3 separate regions of the Mus musculus genome follow, and all the other regions are linked to region 3. Evidence: chromatin contacts called from public HiChIP or PLAC-seq data. All regions are on one chromosome and are shown on one strand. The core of a region is the stretch at or near the end of the contact, and the rest is flanking DNA. Distances in the headings are between cores, read along the strand shown.

Region 1 (2,788 bases), core at 111-2,610, 230 kb before region 3:
TTCTCTGGCTGTTGTGAAGGTGCCCTGCCCTTCCTGTGAAATGCTCTGAGCTGATTCTAATGCCTCTTTTTTCCTCTTTCCAAATTGTTTCTTCTCAGAAGAGATTTGTGACTCCTCATTTTCTTTTGGATCCCTTGGTCCCATCTTCCTCTCGCTTTCTAGATAATCCCCCCCCCCACCTCGTCCTTCCAATAAACTTTAATCCCTCACCTACTATGTGCTGGATACAGAATGGGGCCTGAGAAGCACAAAAACAGGGTGTAGAAACCAGGCATGGGGAGGCAGAGCCAAGCAGGTCTAACCTCAGCTACAGAGTGAGTTTGAGATAGGTCTGGCCACGTGAAACCTTGTCTCAAAAAAAAAAGTAAATAAAAATAAGCAATAACAACAAAAAAAGTTGTGGGAATCCTTCAGGCGTTCCAGAAACAACTTAGCTTGTTTTCTCCAACGTCTCCCCACCTCTCTCCTAATCCTGAAAGCCCTTTGTACACTATAAAGAGCTGAGCAAACGTTTAGTCGTGTTCCTTTCAGGGAAATGGACCAGCTGCCCCTGCCCCTTGGCAGGTAATGGAGTTATCCTTTGATCAGCAGAGGGTCGGGGTCTGAGTCGGGCAGGACTGCAGCACGTGTCCCTTCTCACCCCTGCTCTCCCTAACCAGCAGAGTGCGTAAACAAAGACGGGCAGGAGGGCTGCCCGGGACTAGGGCAGTGGGGAAAGAGTGGACTGGAGAACTGTAGCTGGCCGAGTGTCCTACACTCCTGAGCATTCACACACTGGCCTCTGGCTAGCTCTCCCTGTCGCAGAGATAGCAGTAATCGCTGGGTTAGAGAGGAAAAGGAAAAGAATGGAAGGATCTCCTCCATAGTCTTTCTCCCACCCCATGCCTCCCCCCCCTACCCCCCAGCCCCTAGGCTTCCCTTTCTGAAACCTCTCCTCCCCCACATAAGTACACATGGCTACGGGTGGACATTAGCACAGACCCAGTTGTACCTACCCCCATCTGCAGCCAGGATCCAAGTCACCTTTAACAGGAGAGCGAAGAACAACATATTATCCCCACAATGGGGTACAAGGGACCAGGAATTTGGGGTTTAGAAGAGAGAGGTGGAGAGGGAGGGAGAGAGAGGAGTTTCTGGCGTTCTATCTCTTTTCTTCTTGTCTCTGTCTCTGCAGACTTCCAGGGACTTGATTTTCCACAGGTTAACACGAACTTCTGGATCCCAGGATAAATTTCTTCCTCTCTCACTTTCTCTCTCTTCCTCTCTCTGCCCTCTCCGTATGTCCCTTCGTAATCTCCACACCACTTACTGGCCAGCAACTTCACAGTTGCCTCCCGCTTTTAAGGTGGCTCGAAACCGGTGTACGTGAGGAGGGGGGTGGTGCCTGGGCTGCAGCCGAGCAGCTCCTTAAATAGCGGATTAGGCATGCAGGATGGCCCAGCAGAGCCCAGCGCCCTGGCCTTGGCTCAGGACCCTGGAGTGAGCTCTTCCTTTGCTATTTACACTGCCGCTCGTACGGGTGTCCCCTGGAACTCTCGGTCAGGGAAGGGGGGTTTCGCACCTCTCCCTCCCAGGACACCGTGTTCTCATTCCCCTGCCTGAGGAGCACATCCCTGGGTGGTATGGGACTGCTGGTGGGGAACCTGTTTCTGAAACCAAGAGAAGTTGAGCTGGTTGGAACCAGAAAGAATTCAGATTCGGGAGATAGGAGAACAGAAGTTGGAGGCTCAGGGAGCAGGTGGGGAGTGGAAAGTCAAACTTTAAAATCTGGATTGTGGAGAGCAAGAAGTGGGGCGAGGAGAATATTTGTCTTCTGCCTCGTCTTTCTCTGGCGCCTGTCACCACCCCCTTCCCTTGGTGAGGCTTAGGTCCACGTGCCTGTGTAGCCTGGGGTGGGGGTGCGGTTTTGTTTGCCGGATAAAGCCCATTTGTGTGCACAGCGGGGGAGGGGTTGTCGCAGCACCAGGGAGAGACAGCATTCTAACTACCAGATCCAGCCACCTCCCTCCCCAGGGAGCCCAGATCTAGGGCGCCTTTTGTCACTGAAGAGGACACTGACCCCTAGCAGAGAGGCCGGGCAGGAGGAGTGATGGGTGACTGTAGAAACAATTACTGTCACCATGAGAAAAAGGCGGACTCCAAAGAAAGAGAGGGGAGGGGCCATAGAAAGGCCATGTGACCAGGTGGGTGAGGGGTCCAGGGGCTTCCCGCCCACCCAACAAAGGGTCCAGGCAGGTCCTGTGGGATCAAGTGAAACTTGCTGTGGTGGAACTGAGTTTGCTAGTGGAGCATGGAGGCTGCGTGGCGTCTCAGGAATGTGGCTGGTGTGCGCTCCCCCACGGGACTAGAAATCCCGATCGGAATGTACATCCTAAGTCCCTCATTAGTGAGTGTGAAGACCACAGATAATTTCAAGCTAGATGGTGAAATCTCTCCTCCATAACCTCTGTGAGGTCTTTCTGCCCTCCTTACTCCTATCAAGTAGCAATAAATAGCCAAAACAAAGGAGCAGAAGCCAAACAAGGGCACGGGATAAAAGCCAAATGAACAGAATAATGCATGTGCCAGGTCATCACTCCTGCGGAGACAGGAGCTCAGAGTGCTTTTCTGTCCCACGACTGAGCTTCAGAGTAAGGACTTTTTAAAAATATATATATATATTTAAAATACACACACACACACACACACACACACACACACACACACACAACGTTTTATCGCTTTGCGAATACTTCATCCCCTAAAAAAAAGTTTCCGTCTTAAAGTTCTTCCAAAGCCTCATCCAGTC
Region 2 (2,700 bases), core at 191-2,690, 250 kb before region 3:
GAGGGAAACAGCAGAGGTGGGGACTGAGGTAAATGTAAAGGAAATACAGAGACAGATGGGGTTCAAATGAATTCACATGAAGAAATTAAGTTACAGATGCAAACAGAATAGCCCATGCCCCAAAGAGAAATGTAAGATTTCACTCAGAGAAGGGGGGCTACCCCCAGAAATATAATTAATTAATCAGATTATTACCTCTGTCAAAGCGACCCATCTTGAGTCCGTTCAGTAGGTCTGTGAGGGGCCGTATGAACCCTTGGAGTTCTTTACACTGTAGAAAAACAGCACAAGACTTTGAGACCAGCAGTGGTTTTTCTGCTGTGATGTAACTGGCAGGTCCTTGTCAACCAATTAGGTGTTTGCCACTGCACTATCTTTTCTGCTTTCTGTTACCTTTTGAGCAAAGAGCAGATCTCCCTCTGTAGTACATCCTTGGGTGTTCAGACTCGTCTCCTGTTCACCGTCTCTTGATCTCTTGACTTCAGATCCTTGCTGTTCCAGATGAGGTGCTGTATGTTGGTTACTAGAAACCCTGGGTCGATGTCTGCAGCGGATAGGGCCTGGACTGGGCCTGGAACCTCCTCTCTGACCCACAGTGTCTGGCCTGAGCTCATGGGTGCCCTTGCCCTCCCTCTCGTTATCAGAAGGGAAGCTAAAGTCACTGTTCACAGAGGACGTGGAAAATGATGGGGAGAGGGAGGAGGAGGAATAAGAAGAAACACTAGATGGAGAATCCATAGGTCCAGGAGCAGGAGAGGGGCTGAAGAGCAGCTCCCGTAGTACCAAAGATCAGAACCTGCAACTGAAAAGCAAAGCGAGGGAGTCTGAAATCAGAGTCAAAGAATTAGGAAAGGGACTGGGAGACTGGGGCATTCTAAACAGAGTAACATGGTTTTCGCTTTGTTTTATTGTTTTTCCGTTCTCAATAGAAACAAGAAAGAAAGGAAAAAAAAAAAAAACTTGCTCTTCCAGCCGCATTCAAAATCTAGACCGCCAGCCCACACAGAGCTCTTGACCCTACACAGCCTTTCTTCCCTTGGGTGAATAACCGACTTTACACCTTCCCCTCAGCCTGCAGTTCTGGGCTGTTCCCGGCCAGACCTCATAGGGAGCCTATCGACCTAAAAACGACACCCGCTAGAGGCTGCTCTGCGCACCAGAACCCACCTCAGGTCCCTAGAGTTCCGGCCCCATAGACACCCGGCTCCACCGCTTTCGCATCCTTCACCATCAGGTGCACTGCGCTGGTCAGTCTACGGTCGCGCCTGCCAGGTGATGCAATACCTCCCAACACCCCGATCTGCGGTCTTCCATGCCCACCCCATCCGGGTCGTCTTCCGGAGAGCGCTTGGCTCTCGTCCGCTTACCTGGGTCTGTCGGTTCAGCCCCGGTCGGTATGCAGCTTCTTCACTGTCTGTGCTGGTCTAGCCGACCCACCTCCGCCTCACTCTGTGGGTCCCGCCCCTTCCCCCTCCCAGACACGTGCGGTTCTGCACGTGCCTCCCCCTGCGTACACAGACCTTGTGCTCTCATTGGATAGCTTACCGGCAACACGTGACTCTAGATGCAGACGCTCACAGCCCATTTGCTACGGCACGCGGGGGCTCGGCCAATAGAGAGGCAGCCAAGTGGTGATTGGCTGGAAGGGAAGCAGTCCATGCTCCGCCCGTACATGCGGCTCCTCGGGTGATAAAAAAGGAGGATGGAAAAAAGTGAAAATTAAGGAAGGGGCGGAAAAGGGTGGAGCTCATAGCCTTAAATAGGACAGCACTGCGCGGGAGACGCACGGCTGGAGTGTACAGAGCGGGGCCGAGCCACGGAGGTGGCGCCTCGGGACGTGGGCCCCTCTGAGCGCCTCCGCGCACGGGCGCAGCACGTGGGAGCCCTCAGCAACTCGTGTCCGCAACGTGTGTGACAACGGACGTGTGACGCCGGGCATCCGTTCCCTTGTCGGCGGCTCGCCCTCGTGACTCCCCACTCTTTCATCCTCCCCTCCTCGCCACCAAGTTGGGTGCCTCCTGCCCTGCTGGGCGAGGAGGGTGGGGACTGCGGCTGGAACACCGCGTCCTCTCCGGGGCTCCCGCCGCGCAGCTTCTCCAGCCGGTTCTTACATAACTTGCCACGCACGTTCCCAGCTCGGATGCCAGCCCGCCAAGATTCTAGAGGTCATAGCCGAACTTGTCCCTGACTTTTCTGCCCCGGGCCCTTCGGACCCTTCACTCAGAATTCTCTGATTCTCAGTACTGGGAACAGAGCAGAGTAGATCTTTGCTCCTCAAGCTTATGGCTTTATCTGGCTTCAGTTTATTTGTTCCTGGGAGAAAACTGGGGAAACGTTGAGGAAGGAAAAAAGCGAGTCAAGAGTTTAGAGAGTCACCAACAGACCTTAGCATCCCTTGCACCAAGTCACTGTAAAAGGAAACGATGGCGAGGAGGACCCTGTCGACTGAAGCAGAGGAGTCGCAAGGGGGCACTCTAGTTCTGATTAGGGTCGAGAGAACAGACACTACCACCCCCCCACCCCCCCAGTCTTACTAAAAGAAAAGTTGGACAGGGATCTAAGTCATGGTTTGGAGAACGTGTGGTTATTTTAAATATGTTCTAATGCTTTTTTACTTATATTTAGCAATGTGGTTATTTTAGAAAAAGGAAAAGGATTTCTAAATTAAACCTCAGCACTGTTTCCCCAAACACAATTTCA
Region 3 (2,876 bases), core at 174-2,673:
CCCACGTCCTTTCAGAAAGCTGTTAGAGTAGCTTACAGTGGCTTGACTGTCTGTCTGTCTGTTTGTTTGTTTGAGGCAGGGTGTCATAGTTCTATCTGCCCTCGAACTCATTACATAGACCAAGCTGGCCTCGAACTCACAGGGAATTACCTGCCTGCCTCTGCTTTCAGAATTCTAGTATTAAAGACCTGAGCCACCACACAAGTTTACCTTATTTTATTTTTTAAGAGTAAAGATTTAAGTTCATTTTGGAGTTAGTCTCTTAATTTTGGACTATTTATGTTTGTTACTTGGATAGTGCCCATGTCCTGTGACAAAGTGGTGAATACAGTGGGCTTTGGAGAGAATTCTCATTTGCATTAGATGAAAAGCCTTTCATTCACCTGTGAATTCTGAAAGCATTTAATTTTTTTTTTTTTTGGACAGGGTCTTTCTTTGTAGCTTTGAATTCTCAATCCTCTCGCCTCTGCCTCTTGAGTGCTGATGTTAGAAATGTGTAATACTTGCCTGCCTTGAAATTCAATACTTTTTATTGTTGTTGTTGTTGAAACACTTTATTCAGAGGCTTGGGGGAAAGTTGTAGAAGTCCATGTTGTCTGCTGTCCTGCCCAGGGCAGACCTTAGAGATCTCCCTGTCACTAAGAGCTTGAAACTCAATTCTTAGGCACAAGTTGCAAGGGGGCTGGGTCACTTCATAGAAAGCTTGGCCAGAAGCTCTTCATGTAGTTCTGGATTAGTGTGAGATTAACAGCAGGGGCTGTTTACCTTAGGCTGGATTGCTGGCTTGGTGCTTAGGATAGTGAAACAGATGCAAATTAGACATTTGTTTATAATGAATTTAGTCACTAGGTATTTATAACTGCCTATTATATTGTAGATACCTTGCTCAGTGTTGGACTAGGGATATGAATAAATCATGCTCTGTACCCATTGGTTTCTTGTATTATTAGAGCACTATAAGAAATAGTGATTTCTCTTTTAAAAAAAAAAATCCAAAGAACTACCACCAACAAAACAATTCAGTTATCAGGTTAGAGACTTATAATTTTTACAACCCACAAAAATTTGCTATTTGCCTTACTAGTTCTAAAAATGTAGAAAAATGGAATCAGATCATACTACAAAAAAGTTGTATTAAGGGATAGAAGAGGAGTGAAGAAAAAAATCCTTGGAGGTCATGCTTAGGCTTTAGGTTTTCGGAGGAATGTATTGTCTGAGTCATCTGTTGTTTTCAACAATTCTGGTTTTGTCTTTTCCAAAAAGATGATTAGTGGGTGCAATGAGACAGTTGGATACCTGGGCACTTTATGAACGAGCCCCTTCTACAGAGCACCGTAAGACTAATGAGTGTGGTCAGAGGTGGATCTCCACCCTATTTTTGCTTTCTCAGCTGGGACTATTAACCTCAGAGGAATGTTGACATGGTGCCAGGCTGTCAGGTCAGGGACATAGTTTCTGCTAAAGTCAAGTCTGAAAGAGGGATCTTTTCTCAGGTAAACTGGCACTCGTTTGTCCTGGGAGACAACTCTTTCTGATTGTGTTTCCTGAGTTCTGCAGTTAGTGACTGTTGGGATGAGCCTCTGGGATCTCCACTCAGAGTGTGGAATAGTTTGTTATTTTGAGAAGTTTCAGCATTCAGTTTACTCTTCCTGTTTTCTCAACTAGCATGAGAATATTAGTCAGCCTTGAAGTCATCTGCTGTATAGTGTTATTTTGTTTAATAAGTATCTACTAAGGGCCAGTGTGCCTTGTACTGTGTCAAGTAGTTCATCCTGAGGATAGATCAGTAAAGAAGACATGCAACTTCCTATTTCCAAAAATTTGACATGAAAATCAAAGGCTAGGGCTGGTGAGATGGCTCAGTGGGTAAGAGCACCTGACTGCTCTTCCGAAGGTCCAGAGTTCAAATCCCAGCAACCACATGGTGGCTCACAACCATCCGTAACGAGATCTGACTCCCTCTTCTGGTGTGTCTGAAGACAGCTACAGTGTACTTACATATAATAAATAAATAAATCTTTAAAAAAAAAAAAAAAAGAAAAAGAAAATCAAAGGCTAGGCAAAGAGTGATTAAAGTACGTTCAGAAGAAAGCCAGAGCATGGTGGCACATACCTGTAATATCAGCATTCACAAGGCTGAGACAGGATGATTGCTACAGGTTTGAGGTTAGCCTGAGCTACATACGAAGCATTGTCTACAAAACCAAAAACCCTTAATAATCAATATGTTTCAGGAGGGACATGAGCATGGCGCCATTTAGGAAATATTGTAGGTCAGAGAGCTTTCTAGGGCAGCAGATTGCTGCCTTCTCCCTTTAGACTGGAGGGGCAGACATGGCACTAGGGTGGGTATAGAGCACTTCCTAGTATATGCAATCCCTGGGCTACATCCTCAGTGCCTTTCTCCTTAAAAATCAAACCAAAACAATGAAAAAAGCAGAAGCAAAGCTTTGTTGAGTAGTTTGTAGTTACTGTAGGTATTAAAATATTGTTAACAAGGAAATGAAATGTGATTCTTCATGAAAAAATTTATTTTTTGTTTGAAAATTCAGTTGGAATGAAGGAACCAGAACAGTTAGCATGTGTTAAGAGACTGTTGAAATCGGGCTGTGATGATGCTGTTCTGGTTAGGTGAGCCTTGTGCATGCATCTCCTTTTCAGGTCAGAGCCTGGATTTGGATCTATGTTCTGCTCACATCCTGCTGCCTGAGAGTACCTGATGATCCCATGACCCTGGACATGGATGCTGTCCTGTCGGATTTTGTTCGTTCCACAGGTGCAGAGCCAGGGCTGGCTCGAGATCTTCTAGAAGGTAAGGAGAAAGTGAGAAAAGAGAAAGCAAAATCCCATTAGGGTGATTTGGAACATTTTAAGGG

What was found. HiChIP or PLAC-seq counts read pairs in DNA pulled down with a chosen protein or histone mark.
Region 1: a FOXA1 HiChIP or PLAC-seq map of pancreatic cancer cells shows a contact between it and region 3. The contact joins the promoter of Car14 here to the enhancer-like site in region 3. A contact is called at or near these places in 4 of 39 promoter capture datasets (the C10 cell line, cranial neural crest, hippocampal neurons and 1 more), 1 of 15 datasets of contacts at CTCF or cohesin (large pre-B cells), 3 of 115 datasets of contacts at active chromatin or transcription factors (embryonic stem cells, pancreatic cancer cells and pro-B cells) and 4 of 9 other capture datasets (adipose tissue, embryonic stem cells, liver and 1 more).
Region 2: a contact with region 3 is called in an HNF4G HiChIP or PLAC-seq map of pancreatic cancer cells. The contact joins the promoter of Ciart here to the enhancer-like site in region 3. A contact is called at or near these places in 6 of 39 promoter capture datasets (the 3T3-L1 cell line, the C10 cell line, the SN4741 cell line and 2 more), 1 of 15 datasets of contacts at CTCF or cohesin (the NIH/3T3 cell line), 3 of 484 Hi-C or Micro-C datasets (B cells, cardiomyocytes and cortical neurons), 5 of 115 datasets of contacts at active chromatin or transcription factors (astrocytes, bone marrow-derived macrophages, embryonic stem cells and 2 more) and 2 of 9 other capture datasets (adipose tissue and liver).

What each region holds. Positions count from the first base shown.
Region 1 is chr3:95,903,325-95,906,112 of GRCm38.p6, forward strand. Car14 (carbonic anhydrase 14) reads right to left here and starts at 1,361. Exons shown (of 11, transcript NM_011797.3): 1 at 996-1,361. The coding sequence starts at 1,050.
Region 2 is chr3:95,880,788-95,883,487 of GRCm38.p6, forward strand. Ciart (circadian associated repressor of transcription) reads right to left here and starts at 1,441. Exons shown (of 6, transcript NM_001033302.2): 1 at 1,368-1,441; 2 at 394-802; 3 at 196-271. The coding sequence starts at 738. The region is part of intron 1 of C920021L13Rik (RIKEN cDNA C920021L13 gene); the gene reads left to right.
Region 3 is chr3:96,133,813-96,136,688 of GRCm38.p6, forward strand. Otud7b (OTU domain containing 7B) reads left to right here. Exons shown (of 12, transcript NM_001025614.1): 2 at 2,662-2,812. The coding sequence starts at 2,728. Among named protein-coding and RNA genes, the nearest start is that of Mtmr11, 27 kb to the right of the region's middle. Within about 2 kb of position 1,424, at least 25 of the 459 cell types and tissues checked have an H3K27ac peak or open chromatin away from gene starts, as enhancers often do. A contact at or near this core is called in the NIH/3T3 cell line, bone marrow-derived macrophages and pancreatic cancer cells, where this site is marked.